2 separate regions of the Nothobranchius furzeri genome follow, and region 1 is linked to region 2. Evidence: chromatin contacts called from public Hi-C data. All regions are on one chromosome and are shown on one strand. Each heading gives the region's core, a stretch centred on a gene start, on an enhancer-like site or on the middle of the called end of the contact. The rest is flanking DNA. Distances are from core to core; before and after follow the strand shown.

Region 1 (3,469 bases), core at 737-3,236, 47 kb before region 2:
CTGTGGTTCTCTTCGCCTCCTTGGAGAGTGTCTCAAACCTCCTCAGGAAAATGATGAGAGCCACCAGCAGAGCCGCTTGCACCACCACGAACACAAACAGAGCCACCACCGAGGCCAAGGCCAGGTCACAGTACCAGTACTGGCAGGACTCAAGCACCTCACCCTCGGTTAGATGCTCCACCATTCGGCCTCTCAGACTGGGGGGAGAGCTGCAGCTCACCCTCGGGTGAGACACGAGGCTGGACGGCCGGCGACTGATCCAGGATCGCAGGTAGAGGATGCCACAGTCACACACCCAGGGGTTACCGTGGAGAGAGATGGAGCGAAGGGAGGTCAGGTCATCCAGGAGCTGGTTAGGGATGGTGGTCAGCAGGTTGTCATGGAGAAGGAGACTGATGGTTCCTGAAGGGAAACTAGTGGGTATGGAGGTGGAGGTGAGGGACCGGCCGCTACAGTCCACCTGACCGTCTTTACAGGAGCAGAGGTCGGGGCACGCCGATGACCTCTGACCTCCAAACAGAAGGATGAGACACAAGAGCAGAAGCCACGTCATGGTCATGCCAGCTGCAGGAAAGAAAAGACCCACCTTTATGGTGTCATGTTTAAATTCTTACTTTTCTCTTTGCTCCGCGAAGCTCTTTCAAGCCCAGCTGAGTTTACAAGTGACATTTTCAAAATGTTAAAGATTCATCATTTGTCTCTTTGATTTAAGATCAACCAGCTGAGTGAACATGAAAACCTCCGTTAGATCGTTAGAATAAAATACCAGATTTATCTGATTAGCTTCAGGAGTCTTTCTGCAGGAGGCTAATAGGTTTCATGTTGAACGGATCGTTTCCCTCATTTTATTTGTTTAAACCAACTGAAATACCTGCAGAGTTTACATTTCTAATTGAGATTTTATCTTTAAATCACAAATTGTTTTTATTGTACACTCTTCTTGTGCAAAATATATTTTTGGACAAACAATTGTACCAATTAAGACAGAGAGGAAACTATCTCTGTCTGGCCCCAAAACAATTTCTAATCGGAATCTGGTGCCCTTGAGCCAGCAAGGCTCCAACGAAAACTCCCCCCTCAGAAGATATGTGGAATGTGCCGTCGCTATGGCAACTCAACTCTGTCTCCTTTCCCAGCCTGGGCGGGACTGCGGGAAGGCCGCTGAAACGTTCCAGGGTCACTGCAACCCTCCAACCCTCAATGCTCCTCCCCCTATCCACACTGAGGTGACATGCGCTGCTTATCGTGGCTGCAGGAACTGAAGTGGGGATAGTCCCAACCCACCACCCCACCTAGTGGACACATGTTGTGTTGTCTGAAGTCTGTTGCATTTCTGTCTGAGGTGTTTTTTTGCAGAGCAAAGCTGCCCTCCTGGTGGAGGGTAACTCTGAAGTGCCTTTTTTTCCCTCCACCTGAACCAATCCTCATGTAACCCTCTGATCTCTATTAAGGTAGCGTGACTCAGGGATGCGAATGACCACAGTCACCAATTCTTGTCATGTGTCTTGCCCATGTATGTCTGATCTCTGAACTGTGTGTACTGAAACTCTAATTTCCCTCTGGGATTAATAAATATCTTTGATTTGATAAATGTGAGGTTTTATTTCCAAAAAAGTCACTCAGTCCATAGGTTTTCACTACATAATACATAGCTTCACTTATACAAGAACTCTTTTGAAGATTCATTAAAACTTTACTTATTTGGGAGGAAAATATAATTTAAAAAACTGATTCGTTCTGGTTGATTATGGCTGCAGGGTCTAAACAACTTTAATGCAAAAACTCAACCGAACAGCCACGACCACAGGAAACGCTTTAAAGTTGTTTCTTGAGCTCAATAAAGTTAAAAGTCTGAATGTTTAAGGGAAGAATTTTACCTTCAGCCCTGCAGGTCCGGTGGAGACGACTGAGACTCTTACGGTTGGATTCAGAGGAAGAGCGTGTTCCTGCAAGCTGTTCCTCACTGATAAAGCCTGCTGTCAAAGTATAAGTGTACACACACACACACACACACACACACACACACACACACACACACACACACACACACACACACACACACACACACACACACACACACACACACACACACACACACACACACACACACACACACACACTTGTGCTCACTGTGTGCACAAAACATTCACAGCAGCTTGTGAAGTGTCTAATTTTAGGGCTCTTTAATTTCTAAAATAAAATAACAGAAATGATTTGTTTTTATTTTGTTTTTTGCACAAATAAACTCTTTAGGGCATTAAGAGTTATAACACTAACATTAAACCAATTTTAATTTAAGGTAAAGAGTTTTTTATTGTTTGAGTCTCACTTTTTTTAAAGTTTTTAGTAATATACCAACACGTGACTTTTTTTTGCTCAAAAATTAAGCAAACATTAATAAACTCTCTTATCCTGCATTATTTTAGCTGCTCTATCAAAAACAAACTTTATTTTCATTATTATATTCATTATTGCTGCTTTTAAAGAAATCTAGTTTACTTTTTATGCAACCAAATCCAAAACTTTAAGTTTGCAAAATCAAAACAGTGAAAAATCTAAATACATATTATTTAAGTGTAACTAATTAAAATTGCTTAGTAAAATCTAATTATTTAGAAGTTTTTGTTATATAATGCAAAGCATTTGCTGCGAAATAGGAAATTCAGCTCAATATAAACGTTTAAAATGACATTTTGAATAGATTTAGAAGGTAAAACCAGTGATATAATGTGTACATCACAGTATTTTGTCCACGCTGACATTTTAAATAAAATATCTGAGTAATTCGTACTTATTAAATGTATTTAAACTGAAGTGGCTTTGTATTCCTCTTCTGACTGTCAGGAAAGAGAAGACTGGCTGCAGGAGATAAATATGACTCAGCACATCGAGTTCCTGCAGAAGCTGCAGCTTTGCGATCTGCTGGGTGGACGATGTTGAGGTCACTTCTCTCGTTTGCAACAAAAGGACTGAGGCAGAGAAGCCGGACGGACAAGAAGAGGAGTTTATTTGTCACATTTTGCAAACGGGACACAGACTGAGCTCACAGCCTTCAGGCAAAAATATGTACAGGTCATCGTCACACTCACACACACGCGCGCACACACACCCACATGTAGGCAGCTTCGATGGCATGACTCACTTCAAGGAGATAAAGCCAAAAGAGAAGCACTGACACAGTATTTGCTCCTTATTTTCCCGTCCTGTAGCGGCGACGAAGCAAACTGCACGTCAGGATGCATTTAACACGAGCACGAGGATTCAGCTTTAAAACAGTAAAAAATAAAACAAACATAATAAACCCACAAGCAGCTTTTTACTGCACAAGCCCTCTCCACGTTAGAGGGTTTCGCACTCTGAGCCACCAATCCGACTCCAGTTAGAGGCCGCTTTAACCGGCGATATGTGAGAATGTAAATGTTTGCAAACGCATAAAAAGCCAGAAGTTGGGTTTTTATTCGATTAAAGT
Region 2 (3,435 bases), core at 612-3,111:
CCACAGCAAACGCCCTATCACCACGCGTCTTTAGGCGCGTTCTTGGGACCGAGAGGAGCATGAAGTTCTCCGAGCGGAGTGACCGTGAAGGGGTGTATGGTTGAAGTAGTGACACCAAGTAAGGAGGGGCTAAACCATTTAACGTTTTAAAAACTAGTAAAAGTATTTTAAAATGAATCCTAACATCAACGGGCAGCCAGTGAAGCGCAGCCAGCATCAAAACCAATCTTCTCGGCTCAGAGCACCCAAACAAGAAAGCAAAACCAGAACCGGGTCAACTAGTGCAACGGAAGGAATGTTCCATTTGAGAGATGATTTTCATGTTCTGTTTAGTGTCTGGTTGCCACGAACTCCTCCTCCTGACCGCCCCCTACGGAGCCAACTGGCGGGCTACTACACTTCCCAGCATTCCCATCACCAGCGTGGCTCGTCGACGTCATCACGCCGACTCTATTTACGGAAGTGCCGCCGCTCATTCATCACTCGGTCATCGTTCATACCAGGCATCGACCCGAGTTCTCAGGCTTACCAGCCCTCAAACCAGGATAGGGATCTTTCCACGCCGTCTACCACCAGTAAGTCTGCTTCCTTATTTATTCGGAACTGCTGCTCAGTCTCGGCTCTTTCCGAGCGCTGCGCCGCCGATCCCAGATCAAAGCCGCATGCTCTGTTCAACCCAACGCTAGCCACTCCACGTCTGGGTCACGCTGTTCCGCTACAAGCAACCTCCGCTACACTTCAGCTCAGCCAATCGAACCCAACACTGGTTCTGTTCTTGCTGGGAAACTTTAAGGTGATGAACATGTCATCTGTGAACGCAGCCTGTCCTATCAGCTGGCAGAGCCACCTGACGGGTTGTTGCCTTGGCAACGAGTGTGTGTGTGTGTGTGGGTGGGTGGAGCTGTCCGAGTATACATCGAGTGAGGAGGTTCAGGGCGGATTCTGGAATTAGACCTTTTGTTAATTGGGTTTTCCCAGACGGCTGACGGCACTGAGCTGCTAAAAACTGACAAAATTTTTTTACAATAAAAAAATCTACATTATCTTAGCTAGCATTAAAAATTTAAAGAAGAAGAAGAAGAAAATATAATTTCTATAGCGCCTCTCAAGATAAAAATCACGAGGCGCTTCACAAAAACAAAATGTAAAAATATAAAAAAGCATTTAGAAAATGTTTAAAAATATATTTAAAATGAGCAAAAAGAGACAATTGTGATAAAAAAAATGTTAAGAAAGAGAGAGAGTGAACAGGAAAGAGGGAAATCAGTGGATCCTGAGGAAGGAGGAATAGGTGGGGAGAGCAGAATAAAGAGAGAGAGGTGAAGAAGGTCATACAAAAGCATGAACAGGTGAGTCTGCAGCTGCTTTTTAAAGGAGACCACTGAGTCCACTTATACAGTTATCTAGATATGTTGCATTAAGAATTATGGCAGAAAAGGTGCCAACAACAAGTTGAGTACATAAAACTGAACCCTCAGGAACAAACATTGCATGTTCTAGTATTCTAGAGGATCGGCTTAGGAGGGAACGCTGGAGAAACGGGGTTAGACCTTTGAATCGAGTATATTCAAAAAGCAGCTGCAACAGTAAGAAAAACAGCTCCTCCTCCGTATTCAATCAAAAACCGATTATACGAGAAGGAAAAACAACAAACTGCGTTTTCACTTTTTACTTTTATTTATGCTCTTTTGTGATTCAGAACAAATCTTCCTCCTAAGCAGTACTTTGACTGTAATCTGTGTTTATATATTTTGGATTTAAAAATGGCGCTCCTTCCACCCACAATCATAAAACACGGGAATGTTGTAACACCGAGGTTTCAGTAAGTACTGCTGTTGCACAAACACGTTTAATTAAAGTCCTCCAGTAGAGGAAAAGGGGGGGAAAGTAGAAGAGTAGACAGGTGAAAAAATAAAGCCTCCATGAACATTAAAGGCCTGAAAGAGTCGGAAACAAAAGTTCTTCCTCTGTTTTTTTTTTCTCCGACCGGTGAAGAAACAAATTAAAACAAAGGAGCTTTCTTCCCCACGAGCTCAGCGACAGACGTCAGTATTTATTATTCTAAACATCAAAGCTGCATTTTTCTTTTGTTTTTCAAAGAGCAGATTTTTATATTCACAATGATTTTTTTTTATAACGGAGCCAAAAAACGCCAAGTGTTGTTCTAAGCATCTTTCATGTTCTGTTAAAGAAAAGGACAGCAGTGAGTCAGCCAGGAGTCTGGGAAGTGAGCAGCAAGGAGCAGCTCCCGTTTGTTATAGGAGTGAGTCGTTTTCCCAGTGTGTGTGTGTGTGTGTGTGTGTGTGTGTGTGTGTGTCTGTGTGTGTACGGGGTGGGTTGGGTATTGTTGTGGGGCGGATCTAAAAACAAACAGAACTCAGAGGAGAGCGTGACACCGGAGCAGAGCCTCGCTTTCCCCCCCGAAGCACTCAAACACAAACGATGTACAGAAGCCTCCGACGAGGCGGAGATAAACAGAACTCTGGTGGGGCAGAGCATGAAGTTTGGGAAACTGTACACTTGGAGGGAAAATAAACACACGTAGCACAATGACAGGAACAAACGAGGCAAAGAACAAATCCAGTCACAGAGAAGGAAGCACGTCAAATTCAGATAAAGATGGGAAAACTAACTGGAAGCCATCAAGAAACCTAAAAAGTGACATTTGATGAAAAACAAACTAAACCTAAACATCTTGAATCTTCATCGGGTGATTACACAAACAAGCCTGTTGTCTGTCATCATCTGTTTGCAGACCCTTCTAACCCAAAATGGCTGTTTACCTGTTGGATTCTGTTCCGTAACGTGTTCTTAGCGCCGTCTGACACCTGCAATCAAGTCCTCTGATGGATCATGAGATTCCCAAATCACCGGCTGCTCCTAATCCCTGCTGTCTCCTGCTGATTTACTGTACACAACGTAGACCTTAATTCCTAATGTTACACCAGACTCTCCACAAACCAGCTGTATATTTTATTTGGCACAAGTACGCTGGCGGTGGCAGCCATTGTGATTTTATGACCACAACACTTCGCTCACACACCCCTATCTGTGCTGTTATGGTTGGCAGAGCAGATCTGATCAAATTTTCCACACACGATAATTAGTAGAAACCAAAAACTTGTTGCTTCAGGCTCACATCACAGATTTGGAAGCTTTGTTGGCTGTTTTGTTTCATGGCGAGCAGATGTGTTGAAGTTCTCGGGTCTGGGCTAATGCCTACCAGTTAAAAAATGAATCAGGAATTGGATAAATGATGGATGAATCACATCCTCCATGTGAGGCAAAGTCAGTCAGGTCTAGGAATAGCCGTGTTTGAAACACCTGGTGGTGATGTGCGGCCCAAATTTAGCAAAGGCGCAGGTCTCAACATTGGCGTGTTTACACACAGGGATGAGGTGGGAGACGTGGCTAAGCAGTTTTCTGCCACCGCAC

Evidence for each region. Hi-C and Micro-C count contacts between places; a contact is called where the count stands out from the background.
Region 1: a contact with region 2 is called in a Hi-C map of skeletal muscle, with 5 times the contacts expected there. The contact joins the promoter of gp1bb here to the enhancer-like site in region 2. A contact is called at or near these places in 2 of 2 Hi-C or Micro-C datasets (skeletal muscle and tail fin).

What each region holds. Positions count from the first base shown.
Region 1 is chr17:55,548,018-55,551,486 of NfurGRZ-RIMD1, reverse strand. gp1bb (glycoprotein Ib platelet subunit beta) reads right to left here and starts at 1,986. Exons shown (of 2, transcript XM_015973112.3): 1 at 1,878-1,986; 2 at 1-564. The coding sequence starts at 559.
Region 2 is chr17:55,501,162-55,504,596 of NfurGRZ-RIMD1, reverse strand. The region is part of intron 7 of zgc:63587 (septin-2A); the gene reads right to left. Among protein-coding and RNA genes, the nearest start is that of septin5a, 32 kb to the left of the region's middle. Within about 2 kb of position 1,861, at least 1 of the 3 cell types and tissues checked has an H3K27ac peak or open chromatin away from gene starts, as enhancers often do. A contact at or near this core is called in tail fin, where this site is marked.